Linked DNA regions of Pan troglodytes: region 1 is linked to region 2. Evidence: chromatin contacts called from public HiChIP or PLAC-seq data. All regions are on one chromosome and are shown on one strand. Each heading gives the region's core, a stretch centred on a gene start, on an enhancer-like site or on the middle of the called end of the contact. The rest is flanking DNA. Distances are from core to core; before and after follow the strand shown. Region 1 holds the start of HECA (hdc homolog, cell cycle regulator). Region 2 holds the start of ABRACL (ABRA C-terminal like).

What was found. HiChIP or PLAC-seq counts read pairs in DNA pulled down with a chosen protein or histone mark.
Region 1: a contact with region 2 is called in an H3K4me3 HiChIP or PLAC-seq map of stem cell-derived excitatory neurons, with 3 times the contacts expected there. The contact joins the promoter of HECA here to the promoter of ABRACL in region 2.

The regions. Positions count from the first base shown.
Region 1 is chr5:150,989,166-150,993,621 of NHGRI_mPanTro3-v2.0_pri, reverse strand. It overlaps HECA (hdc homolog, cell cycle regulator), which reads right to left and starts at 2,950. Exons shown (of 4, transcript XM_527517.7): 1 at 2,363-2,950. The coding sequence starts at 2,633.
Region 2 is chr5:150,880,742-150,885,434 of NHGRI_mPanTro3-v2.0_pri, reverse strand. It overlaps ABRACL (ABRA C-terminal like), which reads right to left and starts at 3,191. Exons shown (of 3, transcript XM_001159255.8): 1 at 2,997-3,191.

The sequences.
Region 1 (4,456 bases), core at 1,701-4,200, 110 kb before region 2:
CACTTCAGAAACAAGAATCAGGCATCATAAAATTTGGCTCACTCCTCTAATATAAGTTACATCCTCTGACCCTGACTATGGGAATGTTGGCCCATTCCTTTTTCTCCCCGCCTTTCACTTAATAAAATAAGCTCCTAATCAGAAACAGCTCTTCACATTCACTGTGCTGCTAAATATACTTGAGTTTGCCACTTCAGAGAATAATAATAGGGGCTCCTTAACCAGTTTGTTATGTACAAACTAGGAGGTACAAGTAGCCTAAGAAAAAAATTTCCTCATGCCACCTTAAAGTGGACTAATCTTTTGGAGCAAGAAAAAAAAGGAAACTGTGAACTTGAAGCTTCCACATAGGCCAAAAAAAAAAAAAAAAAAAAAAAAAAAAAAAAAAAAAAAAAGGAGCTGGTAGGGGGGTGGGCAGAGCAAACCAAAACCACCACCAGAACAGGAATGCAAGCTCCCTGAGGACCGGGATGTCTCGTCTTGATTACCGCTGGATCCCTTAGTATTGAACACGGTACTTGCAACACTGCGGGTAATCTTTTTTAAATGAATAAACGAAAGCTGTCATCATTGTTCATGCACTCTTTGTGAGAAACTTTAAGCTCATTATATATGTAACCTTTAAAATAACAAGAACTGGGAGCATAATAGGGAAGGGGCACTCTGAGCCTCTCAATAACACTAGGAGGGAGCCAGGGTAATTTTTTTTCAAGTTTACACATGAGGAAATTGAGGCTCTGGAAGACTGACCTTTCCAAGATGATGAAGCTCTAAATGGCTGAGCTAGGAGTCTGTCCTACCCAGAGTCTGGGCACCTTTCTCTCTGCCACATCAATACCAAAATGAAGGTTAAAGCCAGGAGAAAAACAAAAGAACATGAAGAACACAGGCTACCCAAAACTAGTATTCTGAAACATTCACAAACGGGGTAAGTTTGTTTCTGAAAATAAATAAATAAATCTTCCTATTTCAATATTGCAGAGACACAGCCAACGGGGCCTACAGTTCTAACAGGCGACATTCAGCCGCCTATGTTCAGAGCACTGTACGCTGCTTGTAAGAGCAGGTGCCCTGTTTAAAAAGTGCCTGATCTGGCTGGGCGTGGTGACTCACGCCTGTAATCTCAGCACTTTGGGAGGCCGAGACGGGCGGGATCACGAGGTCAGGAGTTCGAGACCAGCCTGACCAATATGGTGAAACCCTGTCTCTACTAAAAATAACAAAAATTAGCCGAGCGTGGTGGTGGGCGCCTGTAATCTCAGCTACTCGGGAGGCTGAGGCAAGGAGAATCGCTTCAGACCGGAAGACGGTGGTTGCAGTGAGCCGAGATTGCGCCACTACGTTCCAGCCTGGGCGAAATTGCAAACTCCGTCTAAAAACAAAACAAAACAAAACAAAAAAGTGCCTGATCTACATAAAGAATGGCTTCAAAAGCTGACGCTATAAATTAAAAGCCAGATATAACAATTCAAATCTCCCTTCATTAAAATACCTACGTTGTCTTCCTGGAAAAAGTGCCTGACTAGAGGAATTCAAAGAACTGTCCAAATAAGTAAAAGTGTTTGCCCAGCACCTTATAACGAAAACCATGGCTCTGTAATGAGAACAGAAATCCTGCCACATCTGGGCCAGTTCCTAAGTGTCCCCTCAAAAGGAGCATTCAGGCACTACCTAAGATTATGAGGCTTCCTTCTGAAAATGCTAAGCACAATGACATAGAGAATGATTTTTCTTTTCTTTCTTTCTTTCTTTTTTTTTTTTTAACTCCGGGCTGAGAACGGAAGTCAAGTTCAGATTCTCTTCCTTCCTCAAGCAAGCCAAAAAATTAAAGAGCAAACACAGAGGCCCTAAATGTCTCGAGGCCTCTTCACCTGTGGCGATCGACGCAGCAAGCCTGGGTGTGCTAAGAATTGAGGCTCTCTCTCCTTCACTCCGGGGGTTACGGGTGGCCTTGGAGCACCGGGAAGAATTAACCGGTGCCTAAGTTTTCAATCGGATCATTCTTCTCAACTTGGGCGGCTCTTTCCTCCCTTCCTTCCTCCCTTCGGCCCGGCACACACGGCGGGGCAGTGCCAGCGCGGGCAGCAGGCTGGGCCCGAGGGCAGCGCTGCCGCAGCCGGGAGCCCCTCAGAGTGTGGGGCGCGGGCTGCCCCCCGCGCGGACACCGGGCAGGGGCCGCAGATCCGTCCCCGCCGCCAGGCGTGGGGACCGCCAAGGGGCAGCCGCGGCGGGGCGGAGGGGCGGGGTGAGCACTTCCTGACTCTCGCATTGTCCACGCACCGCCCGCGCCACCCAGGGCCCCGCCACCGCGCCGTCCCCGTCGGGGAGGAAGTTGGCGCTCGCCCCGCCAGCCCCGTCTTACCGTTTTTGGCATCGCCCGCGGCCGCAGCCCCCGCGGCGGCCGCGGCGTTCGCGGCGCCAGTCCCCGCGCCTCCGGCGCCCGCCGCGCCTCCGGTGCCCGGCGCGCCCGCCGCCGCCGCCCCGCAACCGGCCGCCGCCGCCAGGGCCCCCCCGGCCGCCGCTCCCGCCGCGCCCGCCGCTGCCAGGGCCCCGGCTCCATTTTCCTGCTCGTCGCCGCTGCTGTTGGCGCGCTTGTTTTTGCGGCCGCCTTTGCTGTTTTTGGGGTTGGGCATCTCGCTCGCTCGCGTCCAGGTAGGTGCCCGGCGTCAGCGAAGGCGGATCCCAGAGGCACGGCCGTTCCCGGCCCTGCGTGAAGCCGGCTCCGGGAAAGAACGGAGGGCGCGAGCCGGCGGTTCCCTCGGCTCCCGTCTAGCCGCACGGCCCGTGCCGCGCCATCCTGGCCGCCGCGCCCTCTCCGGCTTCCTGGAGCCGGCACGCGGCCACCCGAGGCTCGCAGCCGCGCGGGCGCCGCGGGCCCGGGGCGCAAGCGAGACGCTCCCGAGCCGGAGGGAAAAGGCGGGTCTCCGGCTTGTTTTGATTCGGCTGCACTGACACGCTCTGGGCCCGCCCCCTCCCGTGACGACACTGGGGATTCGGCCTGGCCGCGCCCACCAGGTGACCTCACGGCTGACGGGACCGCCCGCGTGACGTCACGCCCCGCGCGGGGCCTGCCCAACTCGAGTGACGTCATCCAGGCGTCCCCACCCGGGCCTCCTGGACTCCCGGGCGTTCATGAGCTGCCCTGCTTGACTTGCTCCACCCGCCAGTGCAGTGGCATGTGGAGTTCTTCGGTGGCCTCCTGGCCTTAATGTAATTGAGGCTTAGAACAGTATGGTCTAGAAAAATAAGCTGTGACTAGAGCAAGAATGGAAAACAAAGGATTTTGGATTAATAACTCATTCAAAGGCTATGCCTTTCAGTAACAGTAATTAAAGAAACAGGGGACCGGGCGCGGTGGCTTATGCCTGTAATCCCAGCACTTTGGGAGGCCGAGGCGGGTGTATCACGAGGTCAAGAGATCGAGACCATCCTGGCCAACGTGGTGAAACCCTGTCTCTACTAAAAATACAAAAAAAATTAGCTGGGCGTGGTGGCGTGTGCCTGTAGTCCCAGAAACTCGGGAAGCTGAGGCAGGAGAATCACTTGAACCTGAGATCCGAGATCGCGCCACTGCACTCCAGCTTGAGCAACAGAGCGAGACTCTGTCTCAAAAAAAAAAAAAAAGAAAGAAAGAAAGAAACAGGGTAGAGTTCCCAGACAATGGGGATGAACACCAGGGTCCTGAATGGGAAGCCTCCACAGTCTGGGGGTGAAAACAATTCACTCAAACAAGACCCATCATCCAGGGATGTAACTAGATGTTGCCTGGACTCTGAAGCAGTCCCTGCTTGGGGGGGAACCCATCCCTATGCATAGGGCTGAGTTGTCCTGAAAGATAGTGAAAGATAGGTAGCCAGGTTATGAGCAGTAGGAGATTAGGTGACACCAGTGAAGACAGGCAATATGAGGGCAGGGGACCCCTGGGAAGAGCTCCCCTTGATCTCTTTCTGCAATTCTATTCTACCTTTTCGGCCAACTCCTTCCCTTCCTTCAGGTCTCAGCTCAAATACATCACTTCCACAGAGACCTTCCCAGGAGAGCTGTCAGAAGTTCCACCCTGTTATTTTCCTCCTCCATCTCTAATTATGTTGGCAATGTACGTGTTTACTTATTTCTTGTATATCTCCCTCTCACTGAAATGAAACCTCCATGGATAGATTTTATCTGCCTTGGGCACATCAGAGAACAGCTGGCATAAATTTGTTGAATGTATAAATTAGGTTCCTTCCTCACGAACTGTGGAGGAAAGACTAGTTTAGCTGACAGCTTTACAGTGTTCCCCTTTTATAGTGTAATCTTTAATTCAGCCCTTTAGTAAAAGCTCTGTCACGGTGTTGTTGTTACCATTAGAGGGTCTTGACTGCAAGTCGTCCATGTTCTTGGCATTTTGAACAAACAATTGGACCAAACGCCCAGCAAAGCAAGGAAAGAAGAAAGCAGGGATTTATTGAGAATG
Region 2 (4,693 bases), core at 1,942-4,441:
TTGGATAAAGCCTTTCCCTCCTTATGCTAAACCCATGTATCCTGGGTAGAGTCTTACTCTGGGCTCCAGAAGCAGTTCAGGGCCAGAATGATTGGTTTGAGGCATGAGGTAGCTGAGCCCATCCAGAACAATGACGTTCAGCCCTGTGATTTTGCTAGAACTATTAGTAAAATGACACTCTCCTTTCACTGGGTTGTATGATATTAGTTTATAGTCCCTGATGTCAATGGCCACCACGTGAGAACAGCTTGCCAGGAGTAAAGCTAACACAAAGAAATGTCCAGCCATATAACAATGACTGAGCCTATATATGACCCTGGACTTTCCAACTACATGAACCGGTATCTTTCCTTTTTGCTTGCGTTGGTTTGATTGAGTTTCTATTACTTGCACTCTAAAGAATCCTGACCCATAAAGTTAGCTTAGAGAAGAACTGCTGCTTTAAAAACAAAACAAAAAAAACCTAAAGCTCTTTTTTATATACTTCTATGAATAGTCTTTGTGTTCCTCTACTGGGTAGGATGGGTAAGTGTAATAGAAAGGCAGATTTGAGAGCCATATAAAAAAGTTATCTAGCAATTAAAATTGCCCAACAATGAATAAAGTTTGCACCCTGTTCCTAGAAATATTAATGCAGACATAGTAAGGATCTGTGAGGCATGATGAGGAAATTAGCCTGTACTGGACAGAGGGAGAATGAAAATGTCCAAAGAAATTAAGGAACTTTCCAATTCTCTGATTCTCTGATTCCCGACCCCAGAAAGATGTTATCTCTTTAACACCCTTCTTCACTCCTTCCTCCCACCTCCAGCAACATACTTCAGACTTAGCTCTCATTGAATAATGAGCATCAAAGGGGAAATTCATCTATTATATATAGTACGCATACCTGCATTATAGTAAGCAGATGTACGTTCATCCAATTTTAAGCATGAAAGGCAACCAGCGTTTCTTTATACTTAATTACACATCAGGCTCCTTATCTACGTTAATTCATGTAGTTCTAAGAACCTTGCAAGGCATTTATTTACCTTTATTTTAAGGATAACGAAACAGGGGTTAATGCCCCACAATTAAATGCTGTTTCTACCACATCGTGGTGGCTGTTTCCCCGCTTCCTCTTCTTCTTTTGCCATTATGCAAATACACTAAATATAATAGTGAGTGGTATTTGTATGAAACGTGACATGCTGAGCTCTTACCAAGGCAGAACACTTACAAAGCAAGAAAGGCTCCCTGCCCAGACCACCATAAATAGGAAAATAACAGGTTTAAAAACAATTGCTAGCATACATAATTTGACGTTTTATTTATTTATTATTTAGGAAGGAGAGGGACAAAGGGGGAAAAATACCTATTGTGACACAATCCTTGAAAGACCCATGGCCTTTTATAATAAGGACAGAATCCCAGGACTGCAGAGAGCAAGATGAAGAACAATGAAGGGGGCGGAGGGTGAAGGGAGGTTGATGGGTATAAACACAGTTAGAAGAAATAAGACCTGGTGTTGCATTGATCAGTGGGGTGACTATAGTTCACATTAATGGATTGTACACTTCCAAATGGCTAAAAGCAAGTAAGTTGAATGTTCCTAGCATAAAGAAGAGATAAATATTTAGGGTGATGGATATACCAATTACCCTGATTTGGTTATACGAATGTAACACATTCTCACGAGTACCGCGAAACTATGTCTAAGAAAAAAAAAAGAAAAGAACAATGAGGAGAGGTGAGAAGCAGAGCAAGTCTAAAGGGAAGAGCTTAATGGTGAGCGGCTGGACCAGAAGACAGGAAAAGGCTCCAGGGAAGGCGAGGCAGATGACGGCCAGGCACTCTAATTGTCGCAGAATCGATTTCGGCTTTGTGCGTGGGAAACACAAAGGAAGCGGAAAGTCGGAGGACTGGGCAGAACCCGAAACTCACCACCAATACACACTTTAGAATGTATTTAAGGACCCTCAGGGCATTGTTATTTTTCAAAAGTTTGGAGGCAATGCATGGAGATTTTCTAATATCCAAGGAAATAAAGCCTACTGGAATAGGTATGTCCGGAATCAGGAACCAACTTTACACACTCGGGCTGGGCACGTTTTCCCAGCCCTCCTTCGCAATCGCGGGCAAGCAGCTGGTGCGGGTCAAAGGATGACTGGGCTCCTTACTCCCTCCGGTCTGGGGCGCGCTCACTCCATATTTGGCCATCCTGCTACCAGTTTGGGGTTCTGCCTGGTAGAAGTCTCCTAACCCCGTGCCCTGCAGCCCATCATCACACGGTCACCGCCGGCACCAGTGCAGGGCTGGGGAGCGCGGGGCTGGGCCCCCAGTGGCGGGGCGGCACCGCTGGCGCCCGGGAAGGGCCGCGTCCCGGAAGCCTTTGTCTCCGCAGCTACCGGCCCGGCGCCGCGGGTCTGCCTCCCCCGTGGCCCGAGCGCCCCGAAGCGCCGCGAGAGCGAGCACCCAAACCGGGCGACGAAAACGGACCCTGCCCCGGGCTCCACGAGCCCCTGGTGTCCCCTCACGACTCTGCACCCCCTGACCTGGAGCGCACAGAGCCGCACCCACCTCCGGCGCTGCAGAGTCCACTGCCCTGAGGCCACCACGTTCCTCGGGGCAGCCTCTCCCCTCGCCCCGAGCCCTTCCCCACCCAGCTTTGCAGAACTGGCTCCTGAACCACCGCCAAGTGCAAAGCCGACACGTCGCACCGCGGTAAAAATCGTTCCATTTCTGCCGGCTTCCCAGTCCGCCCCCGGCCGGCGAAACGTCACGTGAGCCGAGTGCGGAAGTCGACCCGAGAGGTGGGGGCGTGGGCGGCGCGCGCCCCACGGGACCCCAACCCGCGAGGTCTCAGCCCAGCCGGTCGCAGCTTCCGCGCGCCCTGAGCCCCCTCCCGGCCCCCTCCTGACCCGACTCTCACCGCAGCCCGCGGTGCCCGGCGGCGCACCACGGACACCCAGTCCATCCCTGCTACCTAAGCCACATCTGCCCGGGCGCTCACGCACCTCTCTGCACGGTTTTCCTTCCCGCCGGAGAACTGGCGCCGCGTGGGTCTGGACCCGGTTACCTTCTTCAGTGCACTGGGGAGGGTGAGGCCAAGGAAGGAAGTGGCTGAGGCAAAGAGAAAGACGGCTGTGGAGGAGGAGGAGCAGGGTAGGGGGAAAAGTAAGTGTTTCTGCGCTCAAGAAAGGGGCCGCCCACACTCCCAGGGACAAGCCTATGAGGAGGAAACTCAGGGGAGGAGACGTCCAAGAAAGGGGCTGACTGCAGACAGGTGAAGCGCCCTGGGCTCCTAGGAAAACGGGCCCAGAGCCTGGATTACCTCACTTTTCCACCGTGCTACTCAGAGCCAAGGATCCCAGGATCTGCATCTGATCCTGGGCGTCGATTTCCTGATGGATTTCTCTCCCAACGTAAGAAACAAAGCGCCCTCAAATTGCTGAAGGCTGCTAGAAAGAACGTGGCATTCATGGGTTCCGGATGCCGGGGGCCTCCAGAAAACTACGACTCATGACTTAAAAATGGCTTAATTCGCAAAACAAAATGCAATCTTGAAAGCCAATTTGTCAGACTGCAAAGAAATTTTACTTGGACATAGGTAGTTGTTGACCCTGGGTCAGTATCGGTTTCTTCCCTTGTTCATTCATTATTTCATACATTTAACTTCATAATTCAATTTATTCATGCTCCCTTTGTTTTAGTCACTGTTATTTTAATATGTGTGTGTGTGAGAGAGAGATGCTTACCGTACCCAGAGAGTCCTTTTGGAAAGGAAACAGTTACCCAAACTATTTCTAGAGCAGGGGTTGCACAAATAACTACAAAAAACGTTCCTTACCCCCTCCCCACCCCCAGCCCAGCTAATTGAAATTAAGAGTGATCGCGTGACCCAGGAGCGCACAATCCGTGATGTAGTCATCATCCTGTGAGGTGACCTGGAGCAAACAGTTCTCATCAAACACGGACTCTGATAATTAGTAAGCCAATCAGACACTCCCTTGGAAATGGAAAGTGGAGAATGCAGAGACGGAGCTGTCTGATGTAAGAGAAAGGTTGGAGCTAAGAGAGGGTAAGGCAGAAGGGGCCAAAATGGGCTTCGGATGCAAAACATCTGAGTAAGCAGAAACCAGGAGAATGTAGCAGCAGGTTGGGTGGAGGCACAAGTGGTAGAAGCCAGTCAAAGACAAGCTGAGACCAAGTGATGGAAGGAGAGCAACAAAGACCTGCTTCCCAGGGGCATGTGAGTGTCCAGTTCCCTGGGGCTGCACTGGATCCATCCACTTCCCACGCTTCATTCTAGTCTTTACGGTGAATACCTGTCTCCTGGGTGTGACTGAAGGAGTCTCTGTTCTGTAATCTTCAACAAAGGTCTGATTCTTCTAAGTGTCTCATGGCAGATAAAGTTTAAGGTGACTCCAAGATCTTTTCAGACCTATTTTTTTCTTTTACTTGTTTTATATTGTTACCAAAATGATTGAGGCCTATTTTTTTCTCACCAAAAGAAAGGTGAGAAGTTATAGTTTATATTTTTCACAGTCGACATAAGGCAAAAAATATATAATTCAAGAAAAATATATTTAGCAATTATCGAAGCAGGACCTCGCTATTTTGGCCTGTAACAGGGATCACAATTCATCAGTCAGACAATATCCAATGATAGGAATAATGAGTCTGGAGTGCACCGCTTCTGTTATGATTAGGT